Regions from separate parts of the Oryctolagus cuniculus genome. Here region 2 is linked to region 1. A link is a contact called in public Hi-C data. All regions are on one chromosome and are shown on one strand. Each heading gives the region's core, a stretch centred on a gene start, on an enhancer-like site or on the middle of the called end of the contact. The rest is flanking DNA. Distances are from core to core; before and after follow the strand shown. Region 1 holds the start of LOC138846541 (spidroin-2-like). Region 2 overlaps ZFHX3 (zinc finger homeobox 3).

Region 1 (6,621 bases), core at 2,993-5,492:
AAGAAATAAACTAACAGATTTATGAAGATTCGTGAAGACAGATAAATAGGAAGCAAACACACTCCTGAGGGTCTGAGCGATTTTCCTTACCTGATGTATTACGGACAAATTCAGAATTTACCAGTGTTCTTTCAGTCAGCTACATCTTACACTGCCCTGTACTTTGGACTGAAAGGGAAAGAAAAAAGATTAACTGTTGCCAAATGAAAAATCTAAAATAATAATCACAAACCGGACAAACGGAAGGTAAAAATATACAATGGCTACAATAAAGATAAATATTTATTTAATCAAAGTAGAGGTTGTGTTGGACTGTAGGAATGTTTCATCCTTCCCTTAAAAAAAAAAAAAAAAAAAAGGCAAGAAAGAAAAAAGCCAGAGTCTCTGCAGGCTGCGGAGAGTCCCCATTGTCCGGGGCCATGGAGAACCCAGAATGGCATTAACCTCACAAAAGACACATTGTGCAAGGGACAAAAAAAAGCCCCTTCTTCTACAATAACTTTTAGCTTTTTTATTTTTAGAAAATGACAAAGGTTTTGCAAGCACTGACTGGTGAAACCTGTAGCAAGCCAGGCTGGACTTGGCGTTATTGATCAGCTGTCCCGCATGGAAAAGCAGCCAGGAAAACTTTGAATGGCAACCCAGATTTGGCTCATAGAGAGGAAACCCCCGAGTTTTCTAAATGTATTTTCTTTTCTTTCTTTTTTCCCCCCCTAAATAAAACAGCATTATTCCCAGAGTGAATTCAGAAGGATTAGATGAAGTAGACCTGCAAAATCCTAAACCGGTTTTCTCCCCCTAGTCTTGACTAAGAAGCTGCATGCTCTTAAGAGCATTGGAAAATCTCTCAAAATGAAGAATTACTTTCTGATCAAACAGATTTCCTGATTAATCTCCAAATTCCTTCCCAAATAAATAATCTTGGTAGGCTGGGGCCACATTTTTTTTTTCCCCAAGAACAATGTTTTAGCGTGTGCTCCCTCTCTACCTAGTGTTACAGGGTTTGCTAATAATGCCTTCAAAAACATAAATGTTGCTTTTACATTTGTTTGCAGATCACTTAACGTGCAGATTGTATTTTATTTTACTCCAGACATTGTAATTTCAATGGTACTAGTTCATATTTAGAACTTACATAAATACATACTTGTCATTAAAAAAAAATCTGTGGCAGTAGCAGTGACGCTGAGGCTAGGATTTGAAGAGGGGGAGAGAGAGAAGGGTGGGGGGGAGAGAGAGAGAGAGAGAAAGAGAGAGAGAGAGGAGGGAGAGAGGAGAGAGAGAGAGAGACTCTTGTTCTTCCTGCGTTTGTTTGCTTGCTTTTTGGAGGTCTCCTGCACCAGCCTAAGTGATGGCTTTGATGTACTGAGAATTGGTGCAGGAGCAGGGTCCCTGGCTGCTGTCTTTGAGTCCAGGGATCTCCTGTGGGCTCTGGTGGGATGTACCGCTCCTAGCCTTTATCTGAAATCCATCCTCTCCCTTCAAGCCCTTTGACTTCAAGACTGTGCTCCAAACTCTTGGAGGTAGCTGGTGGACTTTTTTTTTTTTTTTTTTTTTTTTTTAGGGCAGGGGTATGTACTTTCCCCTCTTCCTACACTCCAGACCTTTCCTCGCTATTTAAATATATTGGCTTTCTTTCTTACGAACGTAGTCTGAAATTATTTTTCACTGCCTTTATTACATCCCCGCTTTTGATGGCAAAATAGCTTCCTGTGTTTTGAAAACATCTGCTTTCCAGGTTTTACACGAGAAAATTGATTTTACTTTTCTCTTAAGTCCAGAAAGGTAGAAAGTTAGACTTGTCTCCAAGTGCAACTTTCCCTTTTCTTGTCTTTCCTAAAGTTACGCCTTTCAGTTCTGATTCCCTTTCCTCCTTTTATTCCTTCTACTCATCACCCCCCCTCCCTCCCCTTCTAAAGAACCGGAGAAGATTGATTGCGTCTTATGTCAGAAGACAAAATTAACATATTAGATATAAATTGCCTAGGCTATGCTACGTGTTAAAGTTTTCCCCCTATTTTCTTCACGCATCCTCAGATTTGCTATTTAAAGTGGCCCCCGTTCGGAGTCTCCGCTCCCTCCCCTGCTCCTTCGCTGGAAGCTGTCCCACTCCCATGATCAGCACCCTCTTCTTTGAAGATGCTCTTTTCCTATTTAATTTAGACACAACCGCATTTGCTGGAAAAAAAAAAAAAAAAAAAGGAGAGAGAAAGAGAACAAGAAAGAGGGGGGGGGGGAGAGAAAGGAAAGAAAAAAAAATCTTAAAAAAAAATCTTAGCCAGGTTCCCATTGTTGGCTGCGTGCGCTCACTCCTGGGGTGTGTGTGTGTGTGTGCGTGTGGTGTGGCGTGGTGTGTGTGTGTTTTTAATACATGCATAAACTTTGGGTGCCTCTCTCCCTCTTCCCAGCCTCTTCTCCCATCCTCTCTTCCTGCTCTCTTTGCTCTGCTCATCACTTTCCCCTGGTTTTTTTTTTTTTTCCCTCCCTTCCTCCCCTCTGCCTCCCTCCACCTCCCCCTTTTCTTTTTTGCTGAATCTTATTGATCCAGAAGGTGGCTAATTAGCCCTTCCCGTCGTGCCTGGGTAATGAAGCACATGCGCACTGAATTAATCACAGCCATTTTTTGCAGGAAACTAATTAGCAGAATAAAGATCCAAAGACTTTTTTTTCTTTTCACTCATCAGCTCCCACTTCCAGCGCGTCCCCTCCGACCGCTGCAGCCACCGCCGCCGCCGCCGCCGCCTCCTCCTCCTCCTCCTCCCGGCCGCAGCCGCCGCCGCCGCCGCCGCCGCCTGCTTTGCATCCCAATTACAGCCTAGAGCCGCTGCCGCCGCCGCCGCCGCTTCTCCTCCGTGGCCCCTGCCCGCTCCGGGGGCTGTAAACTCCCCGCCAACCATGCTGCTCGGCGGCAGCGGCGGCGGCGGCTCCGGCTCCCCGGCTGCGGCCGCCTCCCGCCCCGGGCTCCGCCGAGCGCGCTCCAGCTCCGCCGCCGCCGCCGCCGCCGCCAGCAGCGCGTCCTCCGCCGCCGCCGACCCCCGCCAGCCGCCGCTGCTGCCTTGATGGGCTCCGCGGCCCGAGCGCCTCTTTTCGGGATTAAAAGCGCCGCCAGCTCCCGCCGCCGCCGCCGCCGCCAGCAGCGCCGCTGCAGCCGCCGCCGCCGGAGAAGCAACCGCGTAAGTGGCAACTTTTCCCTCTTTTTTTTTTTTTTTTTTTTTTTCCCGCCGCCGCCGCCGCCGCCTGCTCCTCCTCCTCCTCCCGCCGCCGCCGCCGCCGCCACCGCCCGGACGCGGGGCTCCTCGGGGCGCCCGGGCTGCTTTGCATGGGGCTCGTCCTGCCCCCTCCCGGCTCCCGCGCCCGGCCGCCGCCGCCCGCGCCCTGCTCGCTCGCTGCGTCCCGCTCGCCTTCCCCCTGCGCCAAACTTTCTCTTTCTCTTCTTCTTCCTCCTCCTCCTCCCGCGCCGCCGCCGCCGCCGCCGCCGAGCCCGGGCCGCCCCCTCCTCCCCGGCCCCCGCGCAGCCGCCGCCGCCGCCGCGACCCCCGGGAGGGTGGAGGCGCCCGGGGCGAGGCCCGCGCGGCGAGTTTGGAGGCGCCGCCGGGCAGGGCCGGCCGGGGCGCGGGCCGAGGGCGGGAGGGCGGCCGGGGTCCCAGCGCCGAGACAAAGGCGGCGGCCGGCGTGTGTGTGAGTGTGAGTGTGTGTGTGAGTGTGTGGAGGGGGGGTCCGCGGTGCCGAGCGCCCCCGCCCCCGCCGCCCCCGGCCCCCAACTTTGCCCCACCCCGAGAGGCGCCGGGGCTCCGGGCTGAGCCGCCGCGCGGGGCGCGCACCCGGCCCGGAGCAGTGGCCGCGGCTGCCGCCGGCGGGCGGGCGCCGTCCGCGCCGGGGCTCCACTTGCCGCGGCGGCCGGAGCCGGACCCGAGCCCCGGGCCCCGGGAGGGGGCGAGGCGGCCGCGCGGTCGTCCACCTGAGCGCTGTCCGCCCTGCCCCGCCGGCGGCGCCGCCGCGAGCGCCCGCAGGGGCTCTGCCCTGGACGCTAGGGGCTCCCGGGGGCTCGGGGCTGCGCCGCCGGCCAGGGCCAGACCCAGCTTGGCCGGCCTCGCTCGACCGGCCGAGTTGAGAGACACCGGAGGATTCCTTTTTTTTTTTTTTTTTCTTTTTTTTTCTTTTTTGGCTCACGAGAATCTGGGATTGTTTACGTTCGGTTCTGCACTCTGAGCCCTCACCCGGCTCCACGAGATGCGAAAACCATGTTCCTGAATTTTACATCATGCATTTTAATGTCCGTCCTTTTGCATATCTGTTGGAGAGTGGATCCTAGCGCCTTTCATGCAGTGTGTTTAAATTGTGTTTGGACTCGATGTTCAGAGGCTTCTTGTGGATCTATTAAATTAAAATATAAAAATATTTTACTTTGCCTGCGAATTAATCTGTTGCTGGGATCTGACTTTTGTAAGATGTTGTGCAATATCTTCGACTGGAGCAAATTCTTTGATTGCAAATGCTTTCAAAAATCACCCACTCTTAACTTCGCCCCTTGTTGCTTTGAAGTAGGGTAAATATGATAATTTTTATTGGTCTCAATTATTGAAACTTGATCTAAGGGCTCCATGGAAGAAGGAGACTGACTGCCTTTTTGTGGCCTCCGGTTGTAGTGAGTTTTAAAAGAGGGTTTGTTAAGTACCTTTGAAGAATATGACAGATGCTGATGGCTCGGCTGTAATGCAAATTGCAGGACATAAATTCACTTCGGAATTAAAAAAAAAAGAGGCTCGGCCCTTTCTGTGGGGGACGGTCGGGGATATATTATGTTTTTTTTCTGCTTTTTGCTCGCTACTTTGGGAGAATAGCTAGTTGCACACGGGCTGCTTTGGAGGTGCTTGGGAGATTGGGGAAGGCAGGGATTGATCCCCATCTGCATAATCAATAGGGCATTGAGTTGCAGCCGTGTACCTACATTACTGAACATTTCTGTGGTATCTACAGCGGGGGGCTCCGCCGCCTCGCTCCCCACCTTGCAGCGGACACAAGGCGCCAGAACTGACGGCCCAGCTCCCCGGAACGATCTAGGGGAAGTCCATTCCATAGTGGCTCCTTTTCAAACTCCTTCATTCCACTGGAGTTGTGTGTGTGTGTGTGGTTTTTTTTGGGGGGGTGCATTTGTTTACATGTGTGGAGGTCAGGTGCTGAGCCCCCACGGAGCAGATATCTTATGGACTGAGGGCAGTCCAACGGGGTGGGAGTTCGCTTATGGCGTGACCACTTCTGAAGTCCTCTTCTCATCTGTGGTGTTAGATTTCTTAGCTTGATGCGGGTACATTAGAGACAGGAGTGCAGGAGTAACATACTGGAGATGGGAGCAGTGTCAGCTGCTCAGAGAGAGACACAGTGTGGAAAGCGTGGTGGTAGGTGAATCCATATTTGGAGATAATTTTGGAATAGTCTAGCAAATGGTGCACGCACAGGATTTCGTAAAAGTGTGCACGGCGTCAGTTTTGAAAGGGTTGCGGTCTGGGGAGATGAGGTGTGGGCAGGAGAGCCCACTGGAGGCCAGCGGCCTCCTCTGTCTGCCTGTCTCCTCCCCTTCCCTCCCTGGGCTTTAGTTTTTAATTACTTAATGCTGAAACGCACAGGGCTTATATAAATATTTGCAAATGCTCTTTCCTATTGATTTCTCTGGATAAACTGCCCTGCTCTGGTCCAGAGAGGAGATGATCAGATCTGTGGACTTTTTAAACATAGAAAGCCTCTGGAGGAGAATTGGTCCGTGTGTGTGTGTGTGTGTGTGTGTGTACATGTGCACGCGTGCACGAGGGAGCTGGAGGAAGGTTTTGGGGGGCTACAGGGAGAATTCAGGCTCTTGGTGGTGTGGGCTGAGAACTGGGCTGGAGTTGGCCCTGTGGCCTGGCAGTCTTGACTGATGTGTGTGTGTGTGTGTGTGTGTGTCCGTGCACACTGTGTAGGTACTACACTGGGGGAGTAGGAATGCATATGCACATGCTCCCCCCCCCACATTAAATATGGAGCAGTTTTCCAAGGTTGGGTGACTGCCTTCTCCTCGGGGTCACGTTGAGTTCGAATCTGACCCATGCTGCAGGAATCCTGCATTGGGGAAATAAAAGAATATACTGCGCAGGGTCAGGTCAGCTGTCCAGAGGCCAGAACCCCTACAGCTGCTTTGATTTTATTTTTGTGGGTATATTTTAGACTCCTCCTGACGTGTCACAGACTGTGCCTTCGCAGTCTCAGGTGCTGGGTCTCAGGCTTAAAGGCACCTAAGCCTCTGCTCCCAGCAACAACAGAAAACCGATGGTACTGACTTGGAAACAAAACAAGAGAGGAGGGGGAGAGTGGGAGAAAGAAAAAAAAAAAAACCACCCTATTGAGTCCAGTCAAATAAGGTTGGGTCTCCAGATCCAATTACAAAGCAGCTTTGAATATGCAAGACAGTGCACAAGACCAGTTATTCCAGTTACAACAAACTATTAAAAAAGAGAGAGAGAGAGAGAAAAGAAAAGGCATGTTTAGGACGTAATTTGTTAGTACAAGGAAAAGAATCCCACATAAAGCTGCCTTTTTTCCTCCCTCCCTTTGCTGGCTTCACACAGAACTCACTCACCCTTTTCCGAA
Region 2 (6,621 bases), core at 1,075-3,574, 59 kb after region 1:
TTTTGCAATCCTGGTCCAGCATAGTTAGAAGCTGCAATTAGTCGGGGCTCGCTAATTACCCCGCCTGGCATTAGATGGCTTTACAGAGGCAGCCTGGAGCCTGTCGGGAGAGGCCAGCCGGAGGTCCTCTCACTGAACAGCCCTCTTGTGATAGCTGTACCAGGAGAAAGGCACTCATGGGGGCAGGCTGGGGAGCCGCCTTCGGGAGGGACCTTGCTGGGGGGAGGGGAGAGGCAGGAGTGCTATTGATGACCAGAGGTCTGGAGCCTGATAACCCATCTCGACCTTTCTCAGGGAGCCTGGAGGGAATTCCCAGGTGCCTTTCATGGGGAGGCGGGGCTTTAGCGAGGGGCAAGGAGTTGGGGAGGAAACCCCAGCCTGGCTTGTCACTGTCGTTGCAGTGGGAAAGATGGGTGCAGCCGCGGCCCCTGGCGGGTAGCGAGCTCCCCCAGCTCAGGGCATCCTGCCTGCTGCCTCTTGATGCCGCCTGCGCCGCGTGGTTGGCTTTATGCTGGTCTTCTGTTGGGCCCCGCTGAAAGCCGTAAGCGCCTGCTCTTGAGGATTCCAAGAGGGGATGGCCGAGGAATCGCAGGTAAATGGGACAGAGCTATGATGGGAGTACGAGATGCGTACCTGTAACTGCCCAGGGTCGTCCTGCCTGTGGCCAGTGGCGCCGGCAGGGACACCTGGAGAGGAACGGCTGCAGGCCTCAGTACAGGAGCCCCACTATCCACTGGTTCCTCTTCTGCATTCCAGTTACCGTGCTCAACTGTGGCCCGAAAATATTACACGGAGAAGTCCAGAAATCAAGACTGCCTAACTCTGAAATAACTTTTATTCTTAAAAAAGATCTATTTATTTATTTGGAAGGCAGAGTTACACAGAGAGAGATCTTCCATCTGCTGGTTCACACCCCAAATGGCTGCAGCAGTCAGGGCCAGGCCAGACTGAAGCCGCGAGCCAGAAGTTTTATCCAGGTCTCCCAGGGGGTGCAGGGCCCCAGCACTTTGGCCGTCTTCTGCTTTCCCAGGTGCATTAGCAAGGAACTGGATCGGAAGTGGAGTAGCCAGGGCACAAACCAGAGCCCATGTGGGCTTAACCGGCTGTGCTGCCACAACTCCAGACTTAAAATAACTTTTATTATAATGTATTGTTGTAGTTCTATTTTATTATTACTGTTAATCTCCTACTGTGCCTAATTTATAAGGAAAAAAGGCAGTGTGTGTAGGGTTCAGTACTACACGGGGCTTCAGGCATCTGAGACCCATCTTGGAACGCATGCCCTGAGCTTAAGGGGGGCCCTGCTTGTTTGCGAGCCTGGCCTGGCTCTTCCTTAGACGCGTGACTGCTGGCGACTCGCTCTTCTCAGAGCCTTGGGCATGTGTGTAGGGTCTGAGTGTCACTGCTAGGCACTCTCTCCTCTCTTTGTCTCTCTGAGCATTAATAGTAACACTTACTGAGCAGCTCCCATCCTGAATGCTTTACTGTCTCCGTAATCCTTACAACCATACGGGGCACATACGATCCTGGTGCCCTTTAAATGTGTAACGAATCTAAGCCCAAAGTAGGTTAATAACTTGCAGCTTTTAAATGACCTCAGTGCCGTGATGCCAGCCCAGAGCATAAGCTCTTAGCCATTGCTGTACTACATAAAACTGTAGTAATGCTATATTGCGTTAGACCATACTGCTGCTACACTATACACTACCACTGGATTGTTCAGTATGCTGTACTCACACTGTACTGTGTCATACTTTATACTGTACTAATAGTGAACCAAACTCAAAGTGGATACCGACCGTATACCTTGCTATACTAATACTATACCATTTGCCATATGCTATACTAAATCTGTATGATATGTATATGGCATACACTGTATCATATCGTATACTGACCTGGTTCTGGAGAAGGCTGATACTCTATTACATAGCGTGCTAGGGCTCTGCTGTATCTTACTGGGTATTACACTGGTGCTGTGCTCTGTACTGTAGTCTCCTAAAGCTGTAAGGCTTTGCCGAGTGGAGTGCGGGACTTCCTTGTTGTGTTAACTCCGTGCCCCCCTGGTGTGTGCATGCGGGATGTGCTGTTGGGAGAAAACGCCACCTAGCAGGGCTGGCAGGAGGTGGGTGTTCCGCCCCCGCACCCGGCAGCTGCGGCAAGGTCCCAGGTGCTCACCTGGGTCGTGAGCTGGGCCCTTGCCTGGCTGGGCAGGCCTGGCCTTGGCCGTGGCTCCCTGGTTCTCACCAGGGCAAGGTCAGTTCATGGTTGGCAGGGGCCTGGGGACAAGGGCACGATGTGTTAGGTTGATAACGTTCCTGCTGTCAGAGACATGGGCCCCGGAGCCCCTGAAGAACATCCTGTTCTATCTCTACTCGGGGACAGTGCGTTTCCCCGGCTTCAGAGCCAGGCCCTGGGGGACGCGGTGTCACCCACACCTTGGGGATTGCTGAGGGACAGTGCTGGGAGGTGTAGCATTCCCAGGGAGGAGTGCCTGTCTGGGCCCTGCTGGGTTTGTCTCACACACGCACAGAGGGAAGAGGAAACTCCTGCCCTGAGTTGGGCCCTGAGTCGGGAGAGATGGCCGCTGCTGCGGCAGCCCGGTCAGGGACAGGTTTGGAGAGCAGACTTTCCACTCCAAATTCCTGCTCTTTGCCTGAGCCAGAGCAGCCCCAGGCCAGTGCATGAAACCAGCTACGCAAAACTCAATTGTTCCCGAACTTCCACCCGCTGGCGCTGACTAACACCACTTCCCCTCCTGTAACGCCATGTTCGCATAATTAACGTATAATTTGATACCTGGAAATTCGTGCTGGGTGGAGTTGGCAAGGATGACTCAGCGGTCAGCAATCCAGACTCCAGGGTTCTGGAACTGTGCGCGCCGCCTCCCCATCTGCCGTTACTGCGAGCTGGTTTGGCCAGCACCCTGACGTCCTGAAGAGACCGTGGCCGACTGACAATTCAGTGGGTTTGTAGCTCTGACTGCCCACTCGTCCACTGGGCTTGTTCTTAGCTTGCTTCTCCTGTGGACTGGGGGCATTTGAAGCCACCATAGTTGATTTCATTTCCTGCTTCTTTATCAAGACAGTGGCATCAGTATTCAAACATGCAGTAAGTAATTATCAGTGGAGAATAAAGATGAAAAATGACGACGATTTTACAATTTAAATTTATAGTGTATGCTGATGCTTATAAGTTTTGTAGGAGAAATTATTTACTGTGTTGGCACTGGGCTTACTGTGAGGGAATCCTGGTTCCTAATGTATGTGTGATACCTGCCCATTTAAAGGTAGAGTGGCCGCAAGTCCCCTGTCCCCTTGCTAAGAGTCAGCAGCTTTGAGAGCCGACCAGGACGTCTTGGAAATGAGAGGAGACACTCAGAGCGGCACAGGTGGAGAGTTGCATGTGGCGTGAACTCGGAGGAAGGAGGAGAGCAAGTTCCTTAAACAGCAGCGGGAGATGGGTGCCAACTCTCACCTTGGCTCGGCCGTCACAGCGGGATGTGAGGGGTCCATGCTCCCTCCAGGCTGCGGGGAAGGTGGGAGCTGCAGGAGCGGCTCTGGCCTGGCCGTTTGTGCCCTGTCCTGCATTGGTGCTTGTGAGCCTTTCAGGGTTTGAGAACTTGACTTTGGAAAGCTTCTAAATTTGTTCCTAGTGGGTTGATTTATTTTGTTGAGGTCAAATTAGAGCTAATGGCCCTAATGGTTTACAATGCTCCTAAATGGTTCTTAGCACTTAGGCAGGCTTGGCTGGCCATTGTGGGCGGGTTTCCAAGTGTGGACCATACCATTCTTAGGGTATATTTTTTTGTGAAAGTCATCGTTGAGAGCCCAGCTCCTGTGTGCAGGCAAGGCTAAAGGGTAACAGCAGAATTGATCACACTTAGCGTTCAGTTTTCCCTTGGTGTCAGATCCAGGGAGGTGTTTGTGACTGCGGGCCCTGTGGGGCCGTGTGCCTCAGGTGGACACCAGCTTGGAGTTGCGTCGATGGTGGTGGCTTGTCCTCCTCCACCCTGCCTACGAGTGTGCTATGGACTAAGTGCAGTGAAAGGGGAGCCTCATAGTTCCTCCGGCCATTCCTTGTTGCCAAACAGATCCTGTGAGAACAGGTAACCAGGTTAAAGCAATCCCCGGCGCATCGCTTCCAGCCGTGCCGTGCTTTCTGTGAGTTCATGGCAAGGTCTTTGGCGAAGGGATTAGACTCTCCATAAAACTGGCTCCAGCTCTCTGATTTCGGTGTGATTGGGAGTAGGTGGGGCAGAGTCAGGTGTCTCCCAAGGAGCTGCGTGTCTCTTCAAGTCCCCGAGATTAAACTGTGTGTGCGTGTGCACAGGCACGCTCTGTGGCCATTGACCTTCCGGGGCTGCTGGGTGTAGCCGAAAAAGGCAGAAGATTGGGGAGGAAGAAGCTTCCTTGCTTGAATGGAGGCGACGGTGGCCAGAGGCAGACAGCAGCACTAGTGGATGCTTTCTCCCAGCTTTGGGGGAAGAACAACGCAGGGGGACTGCTTCCCGGTCGTCGTGCCTTGGCCCATCAGCTCCCCCCCTTACACTGCTCTTGCGGTTTTGAAGTTCAGGTCCAGCTGAATTCTGTTACAGGCAAAATTCTCTTGGCTGCTGTGGACTGAGGCTGTTGAGGCTTGAGTGAGGATGGGAGCTTGCTCACGGGGGCGCTGCTGGGTTCCTTCTACAATTTGACCCCCTTTCCTGCTCTCTCGCATTCTGCAAGCTCACCTTCCGCGTATCTGCAGAGCTCTGCCGTACTGAGGGCTCCCTGCTTCATCTGAGAATGGACTCGCTGGCTGTACTCGTCCTTGAGCAGCTGGACCCATGTGTCTCTAATCTGTGAGATGCCCACTTCTGCAGGGGGAAGCCGCCACGTTGCAGCTCATCTCGGAAATACGAAGACCTGGGTCTCAGGGTCCTCAGCCAGGACCCGGACCAAGAAAGAGTTCATGGCCACGGTTGGCGTCCTTGGCATGATGGGGGTCACGACCCGTGCCTCACCGAGCACCGAAGTCACCCTGACCTGTGTTGGCGGGAACGCGTCTCGAGTCAGTGGGTGCTTGATGGTGCTCAGTTAGGTCCACGGCCACCAGGTCCTCCAGAGAAGTTTTAATTACAACCCGTGGTGCTGTGGTTTCTTCAATGTGTTGTAGCAAATGGATGTCAGCCCAAGGAGCCCTGCGCGAGCCCCCTCCATCGATAAAACCCCGTAATTATCACGTGGCGGACTCTAAGGAGGAAATCTGAAGGCCTGGGCTGTCTGGGCGGCCGGGCTTCCGTCTCCGTTTTCCTGAAGTCGCTGGCGGGGTGGGGGCAGCGGTGGAGGTCCGGGTCTTGCAGGCTCTGCCTCTGGCGGCCCTGGGCAAGGCCTGCCCTTTGGTGGTGGGCACAGGGGCAGCAGTGTGGGGGAGGGTGATGGTTAGGATGGAGGGTCTTGCAATGGCAAATCTTTATTAGTTCTGTAAACAGCTTTAGGAAGCGCTAGGAGCATCTTGCAGGGACCCTGCAATTATCATAATAAACAGTTTTATCATCTGCTTGGCAATCAATATTGCGGCTTATGCTGCTTTAGTATCTCAGTGGTATTGATTACCTTAACAACTGTGCTGCGGTCCGCTTCCATTAACCCCTGCTCTGCCGGCGGGGCTGTGCCTTGGGCGCTTCAGACGGGAGACTGCGCTGGTCGAAGGCCAAGCGAGTGCCGGAATTTGACAGCTGGCCAGGGAGTCAAGCGCAGCTTTTATCTGAAAGTGCCCAAGAGAAGGAAGGGTTTTAAACAGGGAACCTGGAAGCAAATGCAACTTTTCAAAGACATCTCTCTCTCTTTCTCTCTCTCGGTGTGTGTGTGTGTAGGCAGTGTATAAAAGAATTAGAGCAGTGAGGTTTCTACGGTGACTCAGGAATTTGAAGGCTAAGAGCACAGATTGCCAGCCTTCCCACTCTGGGTCTGTCCCTGTTCTGCAGCTGGCTGCACCCCCCTGGGGCAGGCACTGTCGAGTGCAGAGTTTAATTGAGGACTGCGGCCCTTGTGCAACAGGCGTTCCTGGGACTCTTCGGGCGTTTGTTGCGTGACCCATGCTTTACTTTGAGAGAGAAACTACTTATTTGAGGACACGGAGTTCTAGGATTCAGGTTCCCCTGGACAGATCATCATCAGACGACAGAGCGCTGGAGATGGGTTTTGGTGCCGTCCGAGATGGTATCGCCGTCACTGCACGTCCTGTCTCTGGTTAATGTTTACATTCCCCTTTCCTCGTGATGAAATGAAGGCGACAAGGACAGTTGGCTCTCGGGAGAGTGACTGAAATCCAGTCCCCCGACAAAGCCAGTAGGCAGACCTTGTCATTAGGGGTCAGGTAGTATTAGGTGACTGTCATGCAGAAACTGTTGGGACAGAGCCCTGCAGTAGGACCATGGTGATGTGTGCTTGCTTTAGTGAGGTTTTGTCTCTTTTAATCGCTCTTTTGTTTTAATGAGAGGTGTGTGTGTGTATGGACATGGACATGGACATGTCCCTGTATTTATGGGTATGTACAGTTATCCTATATGCACGAACATATGTAAATACATACATGAATGTACGCTGTAGGTGCATCTGGACACACAGGTGAAGTTTA

The links. A called contact is a pair of places that touch in the nucleus more often than the background predicts.
Region 2: a contact with region 1 is called in a Hi-C map of psoas muscle, with 1.9 times the contacts expected there. The contact joins the enhancer-like site here to the promoter of LOC138846541 in region 1. A contact is called at or near these places in 2 of 6 Hi-C or Micro-C datasets (ear pinna and psoas muscle).

The regions. Positions count from the first base shown.
Region 1 is chr18:54,195,944-54,202,564 of mOryCun1.1, forward strand. It overlaps LOC138846541 (spidroin-2-like), which reads right to left and starts at 4,243. Exons shown (of 2, transcript XM_070062556.1): 1 at 4,218-4,243; 2 at 2,634-4,089. The coding sequence starts at 4,243. The coding sequence ends at 2,634. The region is part of intron 1 of ZFHX3 (zinc finger homeobox 3); the gene reads left to right.
Region 2 is chr18:54,257,302-54,263,922 of mOryCun1.1, forward strand. The region is part of intron 1 of ZFHX3 (zinc finger homeobox 3); the gene reads left to right. Among named protein-coding and RNA genes, the nearest start is that of ZFHX3, 89 kb to the left of the region's middle. Within about 2 kb of position 2,325, at least 2 of the 8 cell types and tissues checked have an H3K27ac peak or open chromatin away from gene starts, as enhancers often do.